Linked DNA regions of Mus musculus: regions 1, 2 and 3 are each linked to region 4. A link is a contact called in public HiChIP or PLAC-seq and promoter capture Hi-C data. All regions are on one chromosome and are shown on one strand. Each heading gives the region's core, a stretch centred on a gene start, on an enhancer-like site or on the middle of the called end of the contact. The rest is flanking DNA. Distances are from core to core; before and after follow the strand shown. Region 1 holds the start of Hipk2 (homeodomain interacting protein kinase 2). Region 2 holds the start of Ubn2 (ubinuclein 2). Region 3 holds the start of Clec2l (C-type lectin domain family 2, member L). Region 4 holds the start of Mkrn1 (makorin, ring finger protein, 1).

The links. HiChIP or PLAC-seq counts read pairs in DNA pulled down with a chosen protein or histone mark. Capture Hi-C pulls out chosen DNA fragments and counts their contacts.
Region 1: a contact with region 4 is called in an H3K4me3 HiChIP or PLAC-seq map of pro-B cells, with 2.3 times the contacts expected there. The contact joins the promoter of Hipk2 here to the promoter of Mkrn1 in region 4. A contact is called at or near these places in 1 of 39 promoter capture datasets (pre-B cells) and 3 of 115 datasets of contacts at active chromatin or transcription factors (large pre-B cells, memory CD8 T cells and pro-B cells).
Region 2: an H3K27ac HiChIP or PLAC-seq map of embryonic stem cells shows a contact between it and region 4, with 4 times the contacts expected there. The contact joins the promoter of Ubn2 here to the promoter of Mkrn1 in region 4. A contact is called at or near these places in 1 of 115 datasets of contacts at active chromatin or transcription factors (embryonic stem cells) and 1 of 9 other capture datasets (pancreatic islet).
Region 3: a contact with region 4 is called in a promoter capture Hi-C map of liver, with 3 times the contacts expected there. The contact joins the promoter of Clec2l here to the promoter of Mkrn1 in region 4. A contact is called at or near these places in 2 of 39 promoter capture datasets (both in liver), 1 of 115 datasets of contacts at active chromatin or transcription factors (embryonic forebrain) and 1 of 9 other capture datasets (liver).

The regions. Positions count from the first base shown.
Region 1 is chr6:38,873,996-38,877,541 of GRCm38.p6, forward strand. Hipk2 (homeodomain interacting protein kinase 2) reads right to left here and starts at 2,195. Exons shown (of 15, transcript NM_010433.2): 1 at 1,804-2,195. The coding sequence starts at 1,822. It also overlaps a transcript of Tbxas1 not described here.
Region 2 is chr6:38,432,587-38,435,798 of GRCm38.p6, forward strand. Ubn2 (ubinuclein 2) reads left to right here and starts at 1,339. Exons shown (of 17, transcript NM_177185.4): 1 at 1,339-2,012. The coding sequence starts at 1,587.
Region 3 is chr6:38,661,655-38,664,886 of GRCm38.p6, forward strand. Clec2l (C-type lectin domain family 2, member L) reads left to right here and starts at 1,415. Exons shown (of 5, transcript NM_001101507.1): 1 at 1,415-1,762. The coding sequence starts at 1,582. RefSeq lists an enhancer at 2,347-3,232.
Region 4 is chr6:39,418,437-39,421,851 of GRCm38.p6, forward strand. Mkrn1 (makorin, ring finger protein, 1) reads right to left here and starts at 1,933. Exons shown (of 8, transcript NM_018810.2): 1 at 1,663-1,933. The coding sequence starts at 1,847. Gm10244 (predicted gene 10244) reads left to right here and starts at 1,942. Exons shown (of 2, transcript NR_152168.1): 1 at 1,942-2,216; 2 at 2,304-2,858.

The DNA of each region.
Region 1 (3,546 bases), core at 945-3,444, 540 kb before region 4:
AAATGAAATCAACATAATCAATGAAGTTCCCAGGGTGGCTTTGTTCAAGGTTGACAAAATACATCCCGACCCACCTCCCCAGCTTCCTGGAAGAGGAATTTTTATTCCTCTATTACAGTTGTGAATTCAATGCCAAGTTCTTTCTAAAATGCTCACCCGGAGTGTCCAGCAGAGGGAGTCTCAAGGAGGTACTTAATAAAGAGAAAACTGTTTCATTTTAACACTCTAGACAGTGGGAGCTTTGACTGCAGCCCCCCTCCCCTAGACACAGATGAACAATGAATGCCCGACATGGGTTCTCCTACATGTTCACGTCCCCACTGGCATGTTTCTAGTCTACGTGGTGGAGTGATCCGAAATTTTGTTTTGTTGTGTGGAACGGTTAAATAGACCTTGTGTTCTTCGGAATCAAAGAGGAAAGCCCCTGGAATAACATTTCTCTGTTGCTTTCTAAACAGCCCCTTTGTTTCTAAGAGACTCTGGAAAAAATATTTACAGTCCATAGGTTATTTACAGCCTTGTTATTCAGAGCCTGAATGGTAAGAGAGTCCATGCAGAAACCTAATTCATTTAGAGCCCTGGTACTAATAACAGATTTTCTTTTCAGATAAGTTTTTTTTTTTTTTTTAAATCAGCCTCTCCTAACAGAGATAAAACTATTAATGAGATCCCTGTTTCACTCGGCCCAACAGTTCCCTGGGTTTATAGGATTACAATCTCCCCTAGCCCCTCCTCTTGGTTCCTGGCAAACCCGTTTCCCTCTCATTTGCGATTTCATACACAGAATATCTGAACAAAACCGAAAGAAAGCCAGATGGACCCACGCTAAAAGTATGTAAAGGGCTGCTATTTCAATGATTTCACGAGAGAAACATTTTCACGACGAAATAACTGAAAAAATCTGGCACACTTTGGTTGAAAAATACCCGGTACTACAAGCACACAAAACCCCATAGAAGAGTAAAAACTTAGTTGATTCCGGCTTGATTTTCTCGCTGCAAGCTGACGGAACTGACTGAAGAGAACCGAAAGAGTGCGCGAGGCAGCTGTATCGCCTTACCTTTTCTTTCTTCTAAAGACAGTCAAATGGGAAAAAAATCAGCCAACGCCAGGTGAAGGTGCACAGCACCGATCTACCCAGGCCGAGCCAGAAAACCTTCTTTCGCACCCCCTTCCCCGCCCCCCCCAAAAAGCCAAACTACATTCTCCCTTCCACACGCCAACTGCGGGGAGATTTTGAGCCTATTTCATTGTTCTGCCTGGGTCTGAAATGGACTTTTCATCTCAACCCTCTCTCATCGCTTGGCCCCTTTCAATCGGATTCCACAGCCACCACCACCACCACCACCCCCCAAAAATCGGAGGCTCGGGAAGAATAAAGGAGTGTGGGGTGGGAGTGGAGATGTTTGGAAAAGGGAGCAGAGAGGACGGACAAGTAGAAAGGAGATCGTTTAAAGGTAATGGGGGAGGACCGCATCACCTTCATTTATCACAAATAAACAGAAAGCAGTCACGGATCCGTCTTTTCCCACACGCCGCCCCCATTTCTTTTCTTTGGGCAGCAGCCCACCGGCACACACCCCCCAGCCGCCTTCTCTGCCCTGGAAATAAGATCCTGCTCCAGGCCGGCTCCGGTCCCGTCTGGACCCAGGATGGGGGCACCGGGGAAGGTCGCGAGCCCCCAGGACCAGGGCCCGGGGCTGCGGCCGGGGGCTGCCGGGCGAGGGGCCGCGGGCAGAACAAAGCTACGGGGGCCGCGGCTGGCCGAGCGAGCGGGGGGATCGCGGGCCGGGTGCCCCTTACCTTCGTACACGGGGGCCATCGGGGCCGGGGTGTCCGCGGTTCATGGCAACGGAGAAGGGAACGCGGCGCGCGAGCTCGGCCCCCTCAGCCTCAGTGGGAATCTGCCATCTTGAGCCTGTGTCTCCGCTCTCGGCGCAGCCCAGGCCGCCAGCGCCCGCATCACCGCCTCACTTGGCCGGCGCCGGGGGAGGGGGCCGGGCGGGCGCGTCGCCGCCGCCGCCGCCGCCGCCGTAGCCGCGGCCCGGGCCCTGCGCGGGGGGCTCGGCCGGCCCGGGGCGGCTAAGGCGCCGAGGCCAAGGGCCGGGCGGGTCCGCGAGGGCGGGAGCCGGGGCGGGCTGCGGCGGCCAGGGCCCGGGCCGGAGCTCAGCTCCGCATGGCTGTGAGGCGGGGGCGCCGGCAAAAGTTGCCCGTGAGGAGCAGGGGGAGGGGGCGGGGGCGGGGCGGCGCGGCCGGGCGCGAGCGGGCGGGCGGGCAAGCGCGAGCGAACGAGCCGGGAAGAGCCCCAGGGAGTCCGCGCGCAATCGAGCGCCGATGGCACGGATGCGAGGCGGGGAGGGCCGAGCCGAAGGGCAGAGCGGGGCGTCGGCGGGGGCCGAGCGCGGCCCGAGGGGAGCCGAGCGGCCGTGCGAGCGGGGCTGGGCGAGAGCGCGGTGCGCTGGCCCGCAGCCGCCGACCGGAGCTCCGCGGTGGAGGCGGCCACAACTTTGTGTGTGCGTGCTTGGGAGTGCGCGCGTGGGTGTGCGCGCGCCGGCCGACCGGGCCGGGGAGCGCGAGCGGCTGCTGCCGACAGCAGTCCCGCTGCCGGGCAAAGTGTCTTCACCCCAGCGCGTGCGGGCTCCGTTCTAGCCGACACGCGGGGGAAATGACTGGAGGGAGTGGGCGCGTAGTCCTCCCGGGAGAATGTCGGGGGAGCTCCCTGAACTGCTCGGGGAAAACGCAACGTCAGGATGGACGCCTGATCCCGATGTTTGGAGAGCCCTCTCCTCCATCATCCGGGTGGGAGGGTCCCACCTAGTGGCTCCAGGGTTTTGCTTTTTTTCTGCTCACTCGGGCCGGAGCGAAACGTTCTCTAAACTCTCCTAGCCTGGATCTCTGCCCTGATTTGCCTCTCCAGCTCGCTTCTGGACGTCTGCACGGGACGCCCTGCCTTTTGCCTCCAACTTACGAAAACTTGTTGAGTCCTGATATATGAATAGTTCATAAAAGAAATTAAGTGGGTGACAACAAAGCTTCTGAAAAGCCAACAAAATATTAGTATCCAGCAAAAAATATTTTGTCTCATAAACCCTTTATTTTCAGGTATGAATACTGGACACCTGATGTAAATTGTATTTCCTACCTGTAAATCATAGGTCCAAAACAGTTTAGAAGCTACCTTGAGGGTGGGGATGTAATATGATGACCTCTAACTCTGGAGAACTTTCTTTAAAACAAGCCCATTGTTTTCTTTTCTTTTTAAGACCATTGTTTTCTCACTATCTTTCCAGCTTCTGTATCCCGTGCCCATCCACCACCCAAAAATAAAAAAACAACCTAGCTCCTGCACACACGTGGCTGGTTTTGTTACTGGAAAATAAGTTTCACTTCATCTTGGGATGGTCCTTGACGGCGATCTTCTTTGCCTCAATATTTCATATTACATTACACTAGTGCTTTCCTTACTCTAATGTTCTTCACGTTGTAGACTCCTAGGCGACCATTGGTAAGGGGAACCTCAGAGATCATCTAGGCCTGCCTTGCCGT
Region 2 (3,212 bases), core at 89-2,588, 990 kb before region 4:
AGGTCTGGCTGTCTTAGAAGTCACTAAATAGACCAGGCTGGCCTTGAACTCATAGAGATCCGCCTGGCTCCAGAGTGCACCCACTTCCATTAAGAAGTGTTAGCTGGCCGGGCGTGGTGGCGCATGCCTTTAATCCCAGCACTCGGTAGGCAGAGGCCAGCCTGGTCTACAGAGTGAGTTCCAGGACAGCCAGGGCTACACAGAGTAACCCTGTCTCAAAAAACCAAAAAAAAAAAAAAAAAAAAAAAAAAAGAAGTGTTAGCTGACCTGCAGTTGTCTATGTGGACCATGTTGAAATGTAACAGCCTGTATCTTCCTGACACTAAAGGGATACATCTCTACACCTGGCTTAGAGCTAGCACAATCTTTTGGGTTGAACATTCCATCACCATTTGGTACACCTTTGGAAAGGAATAGAAGAGCAAATATTAAAAACGTCTGTGACGACTCTTTGACTCAGCTCTTCAACATCTAATATAGTTGATGCAATTAACAAGCTTGGGTTTCCTTGAGGATGCGGCAAGGGAGTCTTTCAATTCCCTTTCTATTGAATAGATGAAAAGGGCTAGTAATTCTCGTCCGTTAAAATCTGAATTCCAGTTCGTTTCCCACGATGCTCCAACGAAGCCTAAGCAACGCTCCTTCCCACTCAAAGATGAGCCGTGAATTTTCTTCCCCCGGGAGCATGTCCCCTAAAATAACACCAAAGGCTGCCAAGACGTTCAAGTCTTCAAGAACTGTTCCTTTGCCAGTTCAATTTCCCAACTGAGGCGCGTCACTGAACGTCTCACCGCCATGCGCAAAGCGGCTAGGAAGAGGTGTGGGAGGCAGCGGTGTGGGAGGCAGCGTAGCGCTTTCGGGAGGGGTCTGAGGAGAGTTTAGTTTTCGCCTTTCTACCCTGGACACCTCAGGTGACGGGACAACAGACCGGCGGGCCCGGCGCCGGGCCGCGAGCCCCTCACCCCTGCCCTGGGTCCGCCTGGAATCCTCAGCTGACAACCCTGTTCCCCAGCGCCGAGAGCCAGAGGCCAACGTCGGGCGGGACCCGGCGCCATGACTGTGTCGGTCCCAGGCACATCGCGACGCTCACCCTAAGGGATCGGCGAGCGTGCCTCGGTTTCCGGGCGAGAGGAGGAAATCACTCAGGGAACCCCAAACCCCTCCTTTGAAAGCAAAGCAGAGAGCGTCCCCGTTGCCACGGAGACAGGCCTGTCTGTGACGTCACTTCCGCCGAGCTGTCTGGCCTCCAGACTGTTGAGAGGAAAAGGGGAAAACTGAGCAACAGCCACGACTGTGGACGCGAGCGTCTCGAGTGTGCGCATGCGCCCGCTCAGCGGCCTGCTTCTATTTATGTGGGGGATCCAACATGGCGGCTGCGGCGACCCTGGCGATGGCGGTGGAGCCCATCAGAACGTAGTAGCGGGGACGGGGACCCGGTCCGCACTCACGGTGGCGTCCGCGGGGACAGCTGAGGGTGCTGGAGGGAAGAAAAGTGACGGAGAGCAGAAGGAGAGGCGGGCAGGCGCGCCGTGCGGCGTCGAGGCGAGAGCCGGCTCGAGCGAGCGCCGAGGGCCAGAACAGTGGGGATGGCGGAGCCGCGCAGAGTCGCGTTCATTAGCCTGTCACCGGTGAGGCGACGCGAGGCCGACTTCGCGGGCGCCGAGCGCGAGCCCCCCCGACTGGAGCCGCAGCCGTACCGCGAGCCGGCCCGGGCGGAGCCGGCCCCCCGCGCTGACGCGCAGCCCCCGGCGCGCGACAAGCCGCTCCCCCAGCGCGAGGTCAGCCGCGCCGAGCCGCCCATGGCGCTGCAGCGCGAGCCCCCGCGGCCCGAGCCGCCGCCGCCGCCGCTGCCCCTGCAGACTCCCCCTCCGCGGGAGTCGGCTTCCCGGGCGGAGCCGCCGCCGCGACCGCCGAAGGAGACGGTTCGCCTGGAGCTGGTGCTCAAGGACCCCACGGACGAAAGCTGCGTGGAGTTCAGCTACCCGGAGCTGCTGCTGTGCGGAGAACAACGGGTACAGAGGGTCCCTCCCTCCCGGCCGCCCCACAGCCCGGGCGCCTCCGGACCCGCCGCCTGCCCGGGCTGCTCTGCACTTCGCTCGCCCCGGGGGTGGGGTGGCGGGGGCCGGGCAGCTAGACGGGGCGGGAGCTGCGCGGCTCGGCCCTCCTGGGTGGCCGATGCTGCCCCCACCACACCGCGCCGAGCCGGTTTTCCTGTGCACCTTTCGAAACCTCAGCTTTTTCCTCCTTTTCCTTTCTGTTCCCCACACCAAATCCCGAGGCCCTGTGAGCCGTGCGGCTAGCTTCTTGTGGCACTTCCATCTGTCGTTCCGGTAGAAGGGAAGCGAAAAAAAAACCTTGGGGGACACGCCCCCCGGTCTGAAGCGGAGAGATTGTGTGACCCCTTCTCGGCTCATCCTCATCCTTCCTCAACCCAGCTGTACCGTGCGCCAGGGCTGCTGAGATGGGCTCGTGGCCGGGTGGTTTATTTTCCTTGATTGAAGGGGATTTAAGAGAAATTAAACATTTTCAGAAACTAATGATTCCACGTTAGGAATGAAAAAGTGGATTCGTAATGTGGTTGCACTTGTGTTGGTAAATATTGTTAGCTTTGTGTGTGTGTGTGTGTGTGTGTGTGTGTGTTGAGTTTGTGCACATTGTCTTTGAATGGAAAGGTCTCTTGTCTTACCCGGTGGCTGCCCAGTCATATTATTTGAGTGGCTCTCATTAGTTCGAATTGGGAGCATTTTGTCCGTTGTGGATTTCTGGAGAATGACGGAAAAAAAAAAAAAAAAAAAAAACATTCGCTTTGGATCAAAAAAAAAAAAACTTAGGAAAATACATCGGTATGCTTTTGAGGGAACCGGTGAACAATGGGATTAGGACAGCGGTTTGTCGGTGATTGTAATTTTTATTGTTGTGGGCTGGTGATCTTTAGGAAGGGGAGATGGGAGAGAGAGAGACAGAGGCAGGAGACAGACATTGCTCTCTTGTTTAGCGACTATGCTCTTTATTAGGCTGGGCTTTCTAATGAACTGCAGAATTCATTATTTCCTTTCAACTATCTTTGTTTTGCAGTGGATTACTCTATAGTCAAAAGTCTCACATTGAATAATATCATTAGTCTGTGTTCATTTTGCGCCAGTTAATCCTTTGATGGCTAGTTACAAGTATGGTGTGGCCATCATTACTAAATGTTTTCAGAGAAATCGAAT
Region 3 (3,232 bases), core at 165-2,664, 760 kb before region 4:
CACACACACACACACATGGGGTGTGGGAGCACGCACTGAGAATTACCCACACTGGAGGCTGAGACTATGGTAGATTCCTAGAGGTCAGAGAAGAGGTTAGGAAAGGTCACAGAGGGCATCTGACCTACAAGATGCCTCACATCTCCATGACAACCACAAATCTGCCACGGCTGCTTCAGGAACTCCCTTGGCCCTTTTGATTGGTTATTTCTTGAGACAGGACCTCGCTATACATTTCAGTTTGGCCTCAGTCTATGTAGCCCACCCAGGCAGACCTCGAACTCTCAATTCTTCTGCTTTGTGTCCCAAGCAGTTGGATGACTGGCTTGGGCTCCCAGGCCCATCTGTGCCCTAGGCTTCCTGAAGTCCATTCTCAGCTGGCTGGGACATGTGACAAGTTCCTGCAGCTTAGCTAGGCTGTGATGACACATGAGTGTCATCCGGCACTTGGGAGGAAGAGGCAGGGGGACAGTTGCTGGAGGCTAGCCTGGTCTACTGCGAGCCCCAGGCCAGCCAGAGTTATAAGTGAGATTCAGTCTCAAAACTCTCAGAAGAGAGGCAGAGGGAATGACTCCGTAGGCAAAGTGCTTGTGGCACAGGCCTAAGGACTAAGTTCAGATCCCCAGTGCTCAAGTAAAAAGTTGCATTGGTGTTGAGCAGCTAACCCAGCAGTGGGAAGTGGGAGGTGGGGTGGGGAGACAGACCTATCCGTAAAGCAGGTTGACCAGCTCACTTTAGTTGAATTGGTGGGCCCCAAGTTGAATGAGGGAACCTGGCTCAAGAAAAAAAAAAAAAAAGATGGTATCAAGTGTGGAGGTGTATGACTTTAATCTCAGCACTTGAGGGGAAGAGGCAGGCTAGAGTCAGAGGCCATCCAGGTCTATATAGCAAGTTCTAGGGCTGCATAGTGATATCCTATATTTAAAAATAAAAAGAAAAGTGGAGAGTGAATATACCCAATGAAGACCTCCGGCTTCTATGTGCAAACGTTAACAGTCACACAGAGACAAAATGTGGAGAAAAGTCCCTGAACCGCAATAGATGGTCAGTATGGCTCTCTGGTTGCAGTGCTGCTTGGCCCTGTCCCCTTGGACCATGGCAGCGCTGAGTCGGGGATGCGGTGGGGGTGGGGGTGACAAGTCCCAGCCCCCATCCTTGTTCTCTGCCTCCAAGGCACCCCAGGAGCAGCCTTCCCAGGTCCTTGTCTTGGGAAACTCCCCCCACTTTAGAAGATGCCCAGCAGCTGACTCTGGAGGAGGAGCACCTTGGCTCACAGCTGCGAGGGAGCCGGTGGCGGGGCCAGTGGCCTGGGCTGTCTTTCCTCCCCGCAACCCCGCCCCGCGGTCGCGGCTCCCTCGCAGCCCGGGCTCCTCCCCCGCGCGGGGCTCGGCGCGCAGGCTGCGGCGCGCACGGCGGGGACCTGAGCGTCTCCGGCGCGGGAGCCGGGCTCAGCCCCGGCTTGCGGACGTCGCGGTCCCGGAGTACCGAGCCGGCCTGGGCGGCCCGCGGGGCGCGCGCAGCGCGGAGTGCGCGTGGGGCCGGGCTCTGCTGCCCGGTGCAGGAGCGCGCGCGCGTCGCGGCATGGAGCCGGCCCGGGAGCCCCCCGCGCGCGCCCGCCCGCCGCCCCCCGCAGCTCGTCCCGCGCCCGCTGCGCCCAGGCCGCGCTCTCCAGCGGAGGCAGAGGCCCGTGGCCCAGAGGGGCTGCTGAGGCGATCCGGGTCAGGCTACGAGGGCAGCACCAGCTGGAAGGCGGCCTTGGAGGGTAAGCGCTCAGCCTTCCATCCCCGGTCCCTGAGTCAAGACCCAGGAAATGGCCAGTCACCTTGACAGCTCGCAGAGGAATGGATCAGGGGGATTCGTTAGTATCAGGGGAGGCAGATGTCACTATGGGAGGGGAAAGGGGTCCCTGGGGACCACCTCAGGTCATTGTTTTGACAAATCTTTGCTGCCAAATCCCTCTTTGACCTTGGAGCAAGCTTTATGCTCCAAACCTTAGTTGGGTCCGAAAGTGAAGCACCTTCGTGGCAGCCTGAATCTCTAGTAGAGAAAACATTTAGTGCCTCATAAAAGCAAAAGCTTTGATTCCCTGCACCTTGGGGGCGCCCTGCTAGTGATGGGGTTGATGGAGAGGAAACCCCAGAGGACTTTCCTAACCATTCTGGGATGCCACCAATTCCTTCTTGTTATACTGGCTCAGGGAGTGACCTCAGGCTATCTAGAAGACACTGAGCGAAGAGACTTCATTCAGTTCACAAACTGTTTTAGGAAACTTGGGTTGGCGTCCAGTGAGTGGTGAGTGTTGCTCGGGAGATGCAGGAGTTGGACACAGGGAGGGTCAGCTTCCAGGTACTTCTCACGCTTCTACCTAGTAGGAACTGGATAGCGTTAACTAGGGGCTGAGTCAGAGGAGGGCATCTCAGAGTAGGACATCTTTTGGGGGTGTGGAACAGACAGGAGAGGGTGCACTAGGTCAAGGAATGACGACAGGAGGTGGCTGGAATTAGCCAGTTCCTTGTGGATAACTGAACCCTAGGGTGCTGGGTGCTGATGAGGGCATGAGAAAAGAGGGATGGAGGGGGAGAGAGAATATGAGCAAGAGATCTGAGAGACCACCCAGGCCAGGCTACAGAAGTTTGTTGTTGTTTTGTTTGTTTGAAGGTGCTGCCGAGGGGTTAAGTCAGCAGATCTCCATGGGGAGGACCTGCTGTGGAAGGCTGCGTAGTGAGGAAGGTGGGTGGTGGCCTGGAAGGGACAAGGCCACCTGTGCCCAGATAGGCGATGGGGCAGCAGAGCATGAAGAACCTTTGGCTGAAGTCTGTGTGCCAGGGCCAGGCACTGCCTGTGGAGGGCTGTGCAGACTCTAAGGAAGTCTAATAGTGGGTAGGAACCATGGAGGTGAGGACACAGTTTCCCCGGATGCAAGGTATTACAAAGGACCACCAGAAGCTTGGGTGGGCTTAAAGGCCAATCAGCCCTTCTGGGATGCATGTTTCTGGTTAGTGGTTGGGTTTTCCCAGGGACCTAAGCTTGCCTCCTACCAATGGTATTTCTTATGTCATTCCCTCCCTAGTCTGTATTTCTTCATTTTTTGGGGGGGGGTATTTGAAAGGGTCAGCTCTACTAACCTTTACCCTTAACCCCACTGGGTAGAGCTATTTCAGGGAAGTGTGGCTGGCTGGCTCTGGCTTTATCTCTGGCCCTGAATATATTGACTCTTGTCCTTCCTACTGCC
Region 4 (3,415 bases), core at 683-3,182:
TTTAGTACACTTCTCCACAGATGCTGGGGAACCAACTGCCCCAACCATACCCACAAATCATAAAAAAATTAAGGGAAAATGTTAACCGGACAGTAGCGGTTCACCCCTTTAATCCCAGCACTCAGAGACCTGTGAGTTCCAGGCCAAGCTGATCTACAGGGCTAGTCCCAGGACAGCTAAGGCTACATAAAGAAACACTGTCTTAGGAAGGAAGAGGGAGTAAGGGAGGGAAAAGGAAAGAAGAAATGTTGAAGCAGAAATGTATAAAGTTGCAAGCATCTGACAGGATGATAATGAAATCAGTTATGAAATGTTATTTGGTAATGGGTATTTAGAACTAGACTAGAGAAAGATAGTAGATGAAAGAAAAAAAAAAATCAAGGATTTAAATTTTCAATATCAGCCCGGGTGGAAACACTATCCTTAGTACTAGGAGGGCAAAGGCTGGAGGAGGGAAGTTCAAGGCCAGCCTGGTCAATGCAACAGTGTTAGGACAACCAGGCTGCAAAGCTGGACCTTGCCTCAAAAAAAAAAAAAAAAGAACAGACTGAGGGGAAAGCTTTAATCTGACGTTATTAAATGTGTTACAGGAAAGACTGGAAGATTCTTCAGTTTGGGAGTTAATATCAACACCGAGTTGTTCATTAGGAATTGCCTTTAGCATTTGCGGTTAATAAACTGTCCTTGCCGGGTTTAAAGTGGCATTTCCTTTTAATTTTCTTAGCCGATAGAAAAGCGTATATAGTCCTTCCTGGTAGTTAAAATCTATATACTCGGGCGTGGTATCATCTCACCCCTGCACTCCCGCACTAGAGAGGCAAAAACAAGAGGATTGCCGAAAATTCTAGGGCAGTCAGACTATATAGGTCAACCGGGGCCACACAGTAGGACTGTCTCAATAAGCCCCCTCCCATCGTTAATACAAACAATCCTTCCTCCAACGTTTATAGCTGGGGAATTATTTTTTAACATACGTACTGTATAACTGTCACCTGATCATACATTTTCCCAATAATTTCGTCTCGCTTACCAAACAAGAACCAAACCTCTCTGGTCGGATCTCCTTTCTCGCAAAGAAGAACGCCTCTCAAAGGGACAGTAATAATAATGGCAGTTCATAAAACCAAGGGTGGAAGAGCCTAACGCCGGCTCCGAACGCTCGGTTCGGAGACAAAGCTCGGAACCGCCGACCACCGACTTACATACAAAGGCATACAAAAGCGGCTGCTCCCGGCGGGGCGGGGGTGAGCGGCGCAGAGAGCAGAAAAGACGTTACAAACGGATAGCCCGGCTCGGAGCCCCGGGGCCGGCCGAGCTCGCCGGGACCCTTGGAGGGTCTCAGGGCGCACCGAGGGTCGTTAGAGCCCGATTCGCATCGGCGAGCTCGCGCCGCATCCCCGAACCTGTAGCGATGGAGGCCAGGGCGGGGACACCGGTCCTCTCCGCACGCACCGGGGCGCCGCTGAGCGAGGCGAGGTGACGGGACCGCCCTGCAGTCCGAGCCCGCAGTCTGAAACCCGCAGCGATGCCGCGGCCAACCTCTGCGGAGGCTGACGCAGCGATGCTGTACGGACAGCCGCAGCGGGGACCCCGCGACGCCCGCCTCCGCCTCTTGCTCGGCCCCGCAGCCCCCGCCCTCCGCCGCGCCACGCAACGTCCTACCTGCAGGTGACCTGTTTCGTCCAGCCGCCGCCGCTGCCGTCGCTGCCGCCGCCCCCTCCTCCCGCCCCCGGGGACGGGGCAGCGACTGTGGGGATAGAGGTGAGGGAGGCCGCTGCCACCGCCGCCGCTGCCGCTCCTGCTCCTGATGTTGTGGCTGTTGTTCCGGGAGCCGCAGCCTCCGCCATTACTGTTTATCCCACACAGCAATGGCCCCGGAACTTCCGGGATCACATAGTTCCGGTCCGGCTGAGAAGGAGAAGACAGCGAAGGGAGGGGAGGGGAGGGAGGCTGAGGAGCCCGAGAGCTCTGCGCCAGTCCCGCGCCGTGTCACCGCGTCTCCGAGCGCTCAGGTCTCAGGAACTGCGGGCTCCGCAGGGCACCCGCGGCCCTCCTCCGGCGACGCTGATTGGTGATGGCTTAGGCTCCGCCCTAAAGGGGCGTGATCACACGCTTAGCCAGGTGTGCTAGGATGGTCCTGGTCCTAGCCATCCTAGCCATCAAAGGACCACATGCAAGGACCAACTTCTGCCTATGGCTGGTGGCGCACGTACAAGGTGGGGGAAGGCCTGGGGCTGTGTCTGCTCTTTATCTAGAGTGAGATCCCAACCTATTGTGTTGGGATCTGTTTCTTTCTCTCACAGGAACTGTCAGAATCCCTGCTGATGGAAGTGCCCAGGTGGGCCTGGCGGCAGACATCTTGGAATCCCACCAATGTGAAGACTTGAGTATCACAATGGCTGCAAGTTCGAGACCAGCCCAAGCTAAATAGATCCTGTCAAAGTAATAACAGTAATGTTGTAAATGAATTATGTGTGGTAGCCTGTTTGTAATACCAGCTCTTGGGAAGCTAAAGGAAAAAAGTGTTTGGTTTTATACCTGACCAGGAACTGAGGTGCATATTTTACATATCAAAGCAGACTTGACCTCCGGACTTCCCTAGCGTCCTTTTAGTCCCTATCTGGCATTCCCTGCCCCCAACCTTGAACTTTCCAGCCCAGGAGCTAGGCTGCCCTTCACCCCAGAGGCTCCTCCCTATATTTCTAGACATTTTCTCTGTCTCCTCTCTGCCTGCATGCCCTTTCTTTTTTTCTCTCTCCCTTCCTTATCCCATCCTTACCCCCGTGGCGACTCCTGAGGCCAGTGAACTAGCCTGCCTGAGAGAGCTTCCCAATAAACCTGCCTTTAATAGACTCGAATCTAGTGTGAATTGGCTCATTTCACCAACATCAGAGAAATAACCTATCAAAAAGGGTCACAGGCTTGAGGCCAGCCTGGGCTACACTGCAAGAATCTGTCAGTAAGCAGACAGCCTTCAAGGACATGCTCCCAAGTACTGGCTCCCAGCTAACTATGCCCATTCCCCTAGAGTTTCCACCATCAGGTTATATGAATCCACTGATGAGGGCAGTGCCAATCATTTCTCCAAAACTGTGTCTAAGCATAAATCACTGGAGTCCAAGACACATCACATGAACTTCTGAGGAACATTTTAGATCCAAAGTTCTCTCTCCCTCCTCAATAAAGTAAACCTGGCTGGACTTCAATGAACAGAGATCTGCCTCCCAAATATTGAATCCTGGGGTTTAAAGACTTCACCACTGTCCCCCTTTATTTTATTTTACTTTTAATCTTTAAGATTTGTTGCACAGCTGTTGGGGAGGTAGCACAAATGTTAGCAACAAATTCAATGGAAAAGTTCTTGTCACTATAGTCATTCACAGGGACAGGTCTTAGCCCTCTAAAGTGTTGGTGT